Regions from separate parts of the Mus musculus genome. Here all the other regions are linked to region 2. The links are chromatin contacts, called in public promoter capture Hi-C maps. All regions are on one chromosome and are shown on one strand. Each heading gives the region's core, a stretch centred on a gene start, on an enhancer-like site or on the middle of the called end of the contact. The rest is flanking DNA. Distances are from core to core; before and after follow the strand shown. Region 1 holds the start of B4galt3 (UDP-Gal:betaGlcNAc beta 1,4-galactosyltransferase, polypeptide 3). Region 2 holds the start of Fcrla (Fc receptor-like A). Region 3 holds the start of Ufc1 (ubiquitin-fold modifier conjugating enzyme 1).

What was found. Capture Hi-C pulls out chosen DNA fragments and counts their contacts.
Region 1: a promoter capture Hi-C map of liver shows a contact between it and region 2. The contact joins the promoter of B4galt3 here to the promoter of Fcrla in region 2. A contact is called at or near these places in 3 of 39 promoter capture datasets (the C10 cell line, the HPC-7 cell line and pre-B cells), 1 of 115 datasets of contacts at active chromatin or transcription factors (microglia) and 1 of 9 other capture datasets (liver).
Region 3: a contact with region 2 is called in a promoter capture Hi-C map of adipose tissue. The contact joins the promoter of Ufc1 here to the promoter of Fcrla in region 2. A contact is called at or near these places in 2 of 39 promoter capture datasets (the C10 cell line and the HPC-7 cell line), 1 of 484 Hi-C or Micro-C datasets (B cells) and 2 of 9 other capture datasets (adipose tissue and liver).

Annotation. Positions count from the first base shown.
Region 1 is chr1:171,268,855-171,271,894 of GRCm38.p6, reverse strand. It overlaps B4galt3 (UDP-Gal:betaGlcNAc beta 1,4-galactosyltransferase, polypeptide 3), which reads right to left and starts at 1,567. Exons shown (of 8, transcript NM_020579.2): 1 at 1,481-1,567; 2 at 522-692; 3 at 1-188. The coding sequence starts at 152.
Region 2 is chr1:170,926,170-170,929,351 of GRCm38.p6, reverse strand. It overlaps Fcrla (Fc receptor-like A), which reads left to right and starts at 1,769. Exons shown (of 5, transcript NM_145141.2): 1 at 1,769-1,890. The coding sequence starts at 1,812.
Region 3 is chr1:171,292,960-171,296,434 of GRCm38.p6, reverse strand. It overlaps Ufc1 (ubiquitin-fold modifier conjugating enzyme 1), which reads left to right and starts at 1,433. Exons shown (of 7, transcript NM_025388.3): 1 at 1,433-1,514; 2 at 1,608-1,801. The coding sequence starts at 1,679.

The DNA.
Region 1 (3,040 bases), core at 318-2,817, 340 kb before region 2:
GGATGAGAATAGTCGAATGTTGGGCCCGGATCTCGACCAAACAGGGCACTAAGACTTCGGAAGCCCCCTAGTGACAGATACATCATCACTGCCAGTTGGGAGCCCACAAGCAGGGCCAATGTACAGGGTCTCTCCAGCAGCCTCCGCAACATCCTGACTTGAGAGCTAGGTAAGGAGTGAAGGGATTTCTGGAAGCAAACAGGAAGAGAGCAAGCCAGAAGAGACATCAGCAGCAGGTAAGGAGATGAAAGCGAGGCCAGGGAAAGGAAAAAAAAAAAAAAAAAAAAAAAAAAGACAGGCAGGGAACAAAGTCACAGAAAGGAACACTGGTGTGATCGATCAACAATGAATAACAATTAAAAAGAAAGGTAAGCAACTACCAGCAAGTTTCACCCACTTCTCCCAAAGCACTCGCAGCAGCTACTCTGTATCTTTACCCTCAAGAAGGCTTACATCATTCAAGTTCCAAGTACACTTCAGAAGTCCTTTCAGGCTTTCTGAGAGAAGAGACGCACACGTACCTGTGTTCACGCTGCCTTGTTCCGGATCGTGGGGGCTCCAGGAGGTCCCCGGGGAGCAGAGATATGAGGCATTATCTCAAATTGGAACTGTCACAGGGGCCAGAAAAAAAGCATTCCAACAGCCAATCTGGGACCAGCGGGAACCAGAAATGAGCAAGGATAACCAGTCACCTGTACAACAGAGTTCGGGAAGAAACAGCTTTGCCATCATGGGAAGTGAGGGAAAGTGATTGATTGGAAAGTGAAAGTTCCTAGGTTCTCAGGTTACCTGCAGCTGGGTTGTGTCAGGTCCGTAACTAACCCTCTATACTCCAACAAAACGAGCTGGTTTGGGCGTGGGGACAGGGAAATGAATGAAGGCACCAAACAACAGCAACCCCAACTATTAGAGAGGCAAGACATACGTAACGGGACTTTGGAGTGGCCAGAAAACAAAACAAAATAGGGAACAGGTTCTTTCTGTTCTTTAGGTACCGGGGAGCGCCTCCGCAGGTATAGGGTGCTTGGTCACTTGGGAGCCGCAGGCAACAGCTCTGGAGCGTGGCCCGGAGAAGGGTGGGGGTGGCGTCCTCTCCCCTTTCCACCTTTCTCTAGCATTAGTGGGGGTGGGGAGGAGCGTTCCAGGTGAAGGGACCAGAGCGGAAGGGCTGGGACAGGATCGGCCCAAGACCTGGGCCGGCTCACCTGGAAGGGCGTGGTCGGTCAGAGCCTTGCACGCGAAGGGAAGGGGATCAGAACCCCATTCTCCTCGAACACGCCCATTCCACCCCGGTCTCTTGCGCTTGCCCCTACTGTGCAATGTGAAAGCAACCGGCCCGCGTCCACATTTCCATCCGAGACCCTGTCCGTGCTCAATCTGATTTTTCAGCCTTGACTCAGAACTTCTTCTCTTCCCGCCCCCGACCTCCCCAACCTTTCTCCGAGGACTCTCTCTCTCCGTGGTCCCCAGCCCACCATACCTGGTCTGCTCCCCGTCGTCACCGCCACCCGGACAACCGGGCAGGTATCGCTGCAGCCATCTTGGAAGCGGGCGCTGGGGCGGGGCCTGACGTCACGGGGCGGAGCCTTGGGAGATTCAGGCGCAGAGGCCCCTCACCTCCAAGCTTGCCAGTCCTTAGTTGGTGGCCCGCACCGCGGAGGTGCACATGGGTGGTGCAGAGAAGTCTCAGGTCCCGGTGCTTCCTCTCGACTTCGCAGTCTCCTAACGGGGTTCCATCGCTCACCTCAGTTTTAAAAACCCAGCAGCTCAAAGCCCTTGTTTTTCAGTAAAGCTAAGAGACACTTTCTACGTTTCGGACTACCTCACCCAGGGATCAGCTGAGCCCTTACCCCAGTGTGTTAATGGCGTCCCCTGTAGTCTAGTGCTACTTAGTATCAAAGTTGTTCCTCACTAAAGCTACTGTAACACGCATTTTGTATCCCCATGGTATCTCACAGACCTTGAAATGGAAGTTAGCTAACAGTGAAACATACAACGTGGAGGGAAAGGCAGCATAGGCTCCGATGTAAATATGTTTTTCTAGATATTAGACTAAAATAGACCCTACAACGATATATTTAATCCTGTGGCTTACTCCAGCCCCTAGCTTACTGTTTCTTAGAAACAAATATTTATTGCTGAGGAAACAATAAGACCAATTACTTGGGGTGTCTGCCTCAAACAGAGCACCATCTCCTGCGGTGTACACCGGTGGCGCTGGGGCTGGGAGAGTGCGGAGGGGCTACACACAAACAATACAACGCAATGATCATAATGACCCAGAAAGGTCACCTCATTCATATATGTTGCGATCCCGGCAGGCTTTTCAGAAATAGTCATGTCTAATGGGAAACCTGAAAGACTTGTCTGCGGCATATCCCGCTTTAAAAATTGTTCTCATGAAAGTTATTTTACGCTGGGCAGTGATGGCGCACGCCCTTAATCCCAGCACTTGGGAGGCAGAAGCAGGTGGATTTCTGAGTTCGAGACCAGCCTGGTCTACAGAGTGAGTTTCAGGACAGCCAGGGCTACACAGAGAAACCCTGTCTTGAAAAAAAAAAAAAGAAAGAAAAAGAAAGAAAAAAGAAAAGAAATTTATTTTACAACACAGTATAGGTAGGTGACTTGCATTCCAATTCTGTCCTGTCTAGTAAATTATCACATGAAGAGAAAAAAAAAGTTTGTCTCGATGTCCTCCTTTGGTTTTATATTTCTCATCTGTAAATGTGTGTTCTGTAAAGCCAGTTCCTTCAGGAGTTAAACACTATAAACATATGTTCCTTTTTTATATTGCTAAAACTAATTCTTTACCAAACATTAGACACACTGTGCTGAGCCCTCTTCTTAACTAGATCGTATCTTTGGCCCTATCTTGGGCCTGCCTTAACAGTTTTTGCCAGAAAGAATCCTACCAAGCCAAACAAGCAAGTGTTGTACCACCAACCCCTTGATATTTGATCACCACCATCTGCCTGCAGTAAGGATCCTGTCAAGTCAGTTTACCAAGCATCCCTCCTTAAAAGTATCTCATTCTCTGCTC
Region 2 (3,182 bases), core at 520-3,019:
CCACTAGTCACAAGCTAACTGAGGAAGGTCTCAAAGGGCCTTGGGATGGATGAGGGCTGAGTTTGTCCCGTGTCTTTGTGAGCAGTCTGAGGTAATCAGGATAGCAGATCTAATTGGATTTGTCTTCCTAGCACTTAGCCATCCTAATATCGCTCCTGTGAGTCTCTTTGGGGTGGGGATTTCACACTTATTCAGAAGAGTTTACTGATCAAGCCTCAGAGGTACAAATTTTCCACACGGCTAAGTGGATAATCTAACTTAAAGAACAAGATCTCCAAGTAACACCTTCAGAGGCCTTCTTGCTTTCTGCACTGAGGTTGGGTTCTGTGAAGGCTGGTCCAGAGAATGTGGAGGGCATTTATCAAGAGGTTGTAAGAGAACAGGGGAAATTGTTAGTTTTTCAAAAGCTTTTTTTGTCCTGTCTAATAGAAGGTCTGTTGTGCAGTTTAGTGAAAGCCTAATCTAAACACAATTCATTTATTTAACTTGTCTTAGGGCTGTCTCGATTTCTCTTCCTCTTCTGAAGCTGTTGGGTCTTTCTACCACATCAGCTGCAAGACTTACTGCCTCACTGCCTTCCCCCACACCCATATTCAACCAGCTCAGGACTCCCTGGGGCCATCTGCACAAAAACATACACTTCTTACATAATGGAAAAGTTATTCTAACTGCTTACACTAGACATAGAAAACCGTACTCTCCTATGCCCATATGGCCCACCTGCCTATCCTGATCTGTTTTGTCATAACTGACTGGTCATGCAGCCCCACCCCCTCTCTGTCTTTGAGACCCACATTTCTGATGACACTCCTCCCTGTGTGGGACCTGGGTGTGGGTGGTGTGACAAGGGAAAGTAGAAGAGTAGGATCTCCATGCAAGGAGACACAGGGCCCACAACTGAGCAAAGAGTTGGAGTTCGGGACTGTGGCTCCCATAGGTCCACACGGAGGTGAAGAGAGATGACATGGCTTCTATATTCATTGCCCATGTTCCCCAGTCTCTTCCAGGTACTCAAAGACTGGATACTTCCTGTCTCCAAGTCCTCAGAGTCAGTGCTTCGAGCTTTGGCAGGGAACCCAATGGTTGGACTTCTTGCTGGGGTCTCTGGGAATTGATTTTCTTTTTCTTTTTGCTCTTTCCCATGGTTCTAACTCTGCCTTGTATGCAGAGTTCCACAAAGGCTGAACAGCCTGTATCATTCTGCAAGGCTCAACAGTTCTGCAAGCCTGTGTCGTTCTGCAGAAACAAAGCTAAGACACAGGTCAGGAGAAACTTGGGTACAACTTTGAGTGGAGTTTGCTTGGGCAGAGCCAATAGAGACAAATTTGACAGCTACCCTTATCAATCTGTCCTCTCTCTCTCCTGCTGTATTAGAATCACTGGGCACAGGTAAAGAGTGGAGTGGAAGGAGCAGGACACCTCCACATCACATCCTTCACACCCCCGTGGTTTTCTTCCATTAATTTCCGGCCTCCTACCTCCAGCGAGCTGGACTGTTGTGGGGTTGACTTCTCTCTGGTGTAGTCTGAAGACCAACTGAACACCAATCATTTTGAAAAGTCCCCAAGCTCAACAAGAAAAAGAAAAAAATTAACAATTGAGAGCCCTAGCATTTAATCTACACCCTGAGGGATGAAGGATGGCATCAGAAGCAACCTGTGTGAACCTGAGTGACAAGAGCCAATTGGAGACTTGGCCACAGGTGTGTGGAGGCGAGACAGTTAGGTTTATTTCCTCTTTTCTAATTTGAGAGGTTTCATGTTGAAGAAAATCAGTATGTTGGGGTTGCAGGAGGTATAAACCCAGTCACCATGAAGCTGAGCTGCACGCTCACACAGTGGGCCCTTTATGTCTGCCCTGCTGTGCTCCTGGCAACCCAGATGTTACTGGGTAAGTAAAGTGTTTGAATGCTGGTGTGGAGATGAGATACGCCAAATCTTGAGGAAATCCTCAAAGGTAAGAAGAATGGACTAGTTCTGACTTTGCAAAGAATTACTGCTCAGGCGGGACAAGGACAGATAGAAGACAAGTCAGACGTGAAGGACTGAATGGCTCTTTCTAAATATAAAAAGTCTAATAGTTTCCATCCTAAAAGTCCCTTCTGACTATGAAGCCTTTGCCAACTGCAAATCTTAGCTCTTACTTTTCTAATACAACTGTCTTGGAAGGGCAGTGCGGGCTTGCAGGCTCCACCTCCTTCCCTGCTTGCAGCGTGGCCTCCACTGGAGTCTGGATTACGTAGGGTACAGTGACCTCTGCTCTAACCAGGTCCCTGTACACTTTTCGGTTCTTACCGTGATGGGTTTCTTTGTTTTGTCTAGCCCTACTGGCTGCTTATTCTCTCTTGCAGCCTCTGTTTTCCTGACTGTCACTGTCATTTACTCTGTTTACTGCTGGGATGTCCTTTGGTCCTTCAGTAGCTTTTCTTTGCCTTCCATAAACTCCAGTGTGCTCTAAAGTTAAATCTTTTCCCTCCCTCCCTCCCTCCCTCCCTCCCTCCCTCCCTCCCTCCCTCCCTCCCTCCCTCCCTCCCTCCCTCCAGTTTGCATGTATGTGTATGTTTTTTCTGAACAGTTGTATATTTTAGAGCCTCGGGCACATTTCCAGCTCTAATTCTGCTTTTGACCTTCACATTTGAATATTAACCTTTACACAGGCATTTTGACCCATGTGTGTGTGTGTGTGTGTGTGTGTGTGTGTGTGTGTGTGTGTGTGTCCATGTACCTGGTACCAACACAACATGACCAGAGATGAGTTCACACATTCTTGCATCCTCACTTCTTTTCATTTACTTTTTATCTGATCTCAGCTCACTGCACTAGCCCTCTGCTGGAAACCCAACTCTTCCTTTGTCATTCTCTGCATCATCATCATTGACAAATGTCACCTCCTAACTTGCTTTCTCAACCAGTTCCTTCTCTGGACCACTACAAATGTTTTCTTAGGACTGAGCTGGGCAATGGCTTCCTTGCCAACCCTGTCTCAGCCTCGTCTCACAGGATGAATTCTCTCTACATCCGGAGTGACTTCTAAAACTCCAGCTCTTGTTGTGGCACATAAAACCCCAAACCTGGTACCCACTAAACCCCCTCAGCCTCTTTGGCATACCCAAAGCCTTCCCACTTCCACTCTCACAAAACTCAATGAGCCTGCATTTCCATTCACAGCCCAGATTCCTATCT
Region 3 (3,475 bases), core at 184-2,683, 370 kb before region 2:
TGTAATAATGGGGATCCAACTCCATTTCTGTGCATTCTAGGCAAGAATTCTAACACTACACTACGTCCTCAGCCCTTAAAACTATATTTGAGTGTTTGTTTTTTCACCTAGAGGACTGGAGATACAGCTCAAGATTTAAGCGCACTTGCTACTCTTGCAGAGGATCAGTCTTCAGTTCTCAGCACCCACATGGAAGTCATGTCTGTAACTCTGGTTCCAGGGCATCTGTTGCCCTTTACATGCCTCTACTGGCACTGCATGCACATGGTACCTTACATACATGCTGGTAAAACACTCACATGACATACAAATATATAAATTTAAATTGAAGTTGAAGGGGCACACATGCCACGGCATAGGTATGTAAGTCAGAGGACAGCATGTCTTGTTTTTCTTTCTTTCTTTCCTTCTTTCTCTTTTTTTGGGTAGGGGGTTGTTTTGGTTTTGAGGGGTTTTTTGTTTGTTTGTTTTTTGGGATTTTTTTGTTTTTGTTTTTGTTTTGAGACAGGGCTTCTCTGTGTAGCCCTAGCTGTTCTGGAACTCACTCTGTAGACCAGGCTGGCTCTCAAACTCAGAGATCTGCCAGCCCTCTGTCTCCTGAGGGCTGAGATTAAAGATGTGTGACACCACCATCTTGGAATTTGTTCTCTTTGTAGACTCAAACTCACCAAGGTTAAAACTCTAGAGTCCTCTGCCTCCCAAATGCTGGGATCGAAAGTGTGCAATCACAGCAGCTGTGGCATATGGAGTTTGTTCGTTTTAAATTGAGTTGCAGCAATCTTCTGATCTTGACCCCTAAGCTCTGGGATAACACATGTGGGCCACCAAGCTTATTGAGGTTTCTTGGTTTCAAACGAATTTAGAAATTACCCAACCAGCACTTGGGAGACAGAGGCAGGCAGATCTGTGAGTCGGAGGCCAGCCTGGTCTAATAAAAAAACAACAAATTACCAGATGACTTGCCATAGGCTTAGAATAGGCATTCAGTGACTGTTAGTCATTTGGGTGAATTCATCTAAGAAGAAATCGTTTCTATATACTTAATATATAGCACACAAAAGATATTCAGTAACTCTTTGGAAAAAAAAGTTTTATCTTTAGGATGGTTTTAAAACCTAAACAGATTAATTTTGAAGTAAGCAATAGCTCCGGGCCATTTTGTATGTGTTAGAGGCAAGTCTGTGGTATATAGGACCCAATGTCCTTTAAAAAACAAACAAGCTTACATACTTCCTAATTCAGTTGTGTTAATTATTCAGGACAGGGATGGAAAGTAAGGAAGTCACTCTGGAGAACAAAGACGTTAAATTGCGCATCTTAGGAGATAGGACTTTGAAGACAGTCTAGAAAAACCTGAAATTCAAACAACTTTGCTGGTTTGGGAAGGTCTTGAGTTTTTCCCAAGATTGCTTCTGAGCATGAACGGAAGTCGTTCTCTGAGCAGGCTCCGGTGATTTAATGATAGGTGGACAGAGTAGCCCGCCTCCATTCTGTTCTTCCGGACGCTCACACCCGTAGGTCAATTTTATTTCCTTACAATAAATAAATAAAAATCGAATGCATTCAGGGTCCGCTTTAAAGCCATCCAACGCCTCCTCTTCCCACAGTAAAGATGGCGACGCCGTGAGTAAGTGACAAGCAACTGCACTTCCGCAGTTTTCCTGCTCCCTGGTCCAAGATGGCGGACGAGGCCACTCGGCGGGTCGTGTCTGAGATCCCGGTGCTGAAGACCAACGCCGGACCCCGAGATCGGGAATTGTGGGTGCAGCGACTAAAGGAGGAATATCAGTCCCTGATCCGGGTCAGTTTTACTCCTGTGCTTGACCGCGTAGCAGAGGGGTGGCGAGTAACCAGGTGTCCCCGGGAATTGGCTCCGGGTGGAAGCCGCTTCCGGTTTTAAAGTTTAAATTCTAAATTCATATAAATGCGATTGTTTGGGGGGCTGGGGGCGTTACGGGTGGCCGGAGGGAGGATGCAGAAGAGATTCCGGCTAGGAGCACAGTAGGGCTAGACTTTGAAGGAAAAAACAGCAGTATTCCGGGAAGGTGACGTGTCCCTCTCGCACCAGGTGCTTGCTCTGCTGGCTGTGGTAGGGGGTCAAAGTACTTCTTAGCGCCTGAAGAAGTGTCTGTGCATCACTGCTCTTTCATTCTTCATGATGAAATGGATGGAATTAATGTCAGGACTGAAAACCTAAAGTGTTTAGAGGTAGAGAGAGAGATGTTTTTAGTTATAAATTAGCCATCCTTTCAGCTAATTCCTGTTATGGGAAGAGAAAGATTGCCCTCCTTTTGGTGCTTTCTATCTGCTTCAAAACCCAGTAGATCGCTTGCAGTATATGTGGCCTCACTGAGAAACTGGCGAGTGCTTGCGTAGCATGCAAGATGTCCTTGGGTTCCATCTCTGGCACCTCATAAATTGATGAGGCTCATATGTTCTCTGTACCCAGGATGTGGAGCCAGGATTGGAAGCTCGGGTCGTTTTTTAGACTGCATAATGAATTCAAAGCCAGTCTGGACTATAGGAGACCCTGCCTCAAACCACAACAATAAAACATATTATTGTGTTACTAGTATCTATTGAGAGTATATAAAACCGAATAAGAATGGCCCTACTGAGGTTGACAGAAACAGTATTAAACTGTGTTTAAGTGGAGAGACAGAGACATAACTAGGGTATTTTGAGAACATGGGGAGGAAGGAGTAAGGTGTAGCGAGGATTCTGGAATTTTGGTTTCTTTAAAACAGAAGCATAAGAATATGTTTTTGTTTTAATCCCAGGTGTGGGGATGTGGCACAGGTTCAAAGCAGCTGACTATGATTTGCCTTGTTCTCGAGCAGAGGCCTGGTTTTGCCAGCTGCAGATGGTTTCTGGGATTGCATGACAATTGGAATTCTGGGAAATGTTCAGAAAGTATATAAATACTAGAGCTCTGCCAGCATTTGCAGGTTGTTGGTTACTCAGGGCGTTGGCTGTGATTTGTTAGTAGTCTTGTTTAAAGAAACAAGAGGGAACTTAGGTATGCCTCCCCTTCTCACTCCATTTTCTTTCTTGCCTATCTAGTGATAGGGGATGAAGCTGGGGAATAAAGGGTGGAGAAAACAAGAAACCATAAAGTAGCTAAAACACCAGCCATGATAAGGCTTCTTAGAAGTGGTAAAACTTGAATTAAAACTTAAAAGTATAAATACAGGGCCAGAGAGAGATGGCTCAGTTTGTAAAGCACCTTCTGCAAAACCTAAACAAACCTTAGTTTGATCCATGAAACCCACAGTAGAGGACAACTGGCTCTTCAGGTTGTCCTTTAAATACCACAGGCAACACCTTGGCGTACACCACACACACACACACACACACACACACACACACACACACACACACACACACACATTTGCATATGAAACCTAAGGTAGGGGCTGGAGAGATGGCTCAGCGGTTAAGAGCACTGACTGCTCTTCCAAAGGTCCCGAGTTCA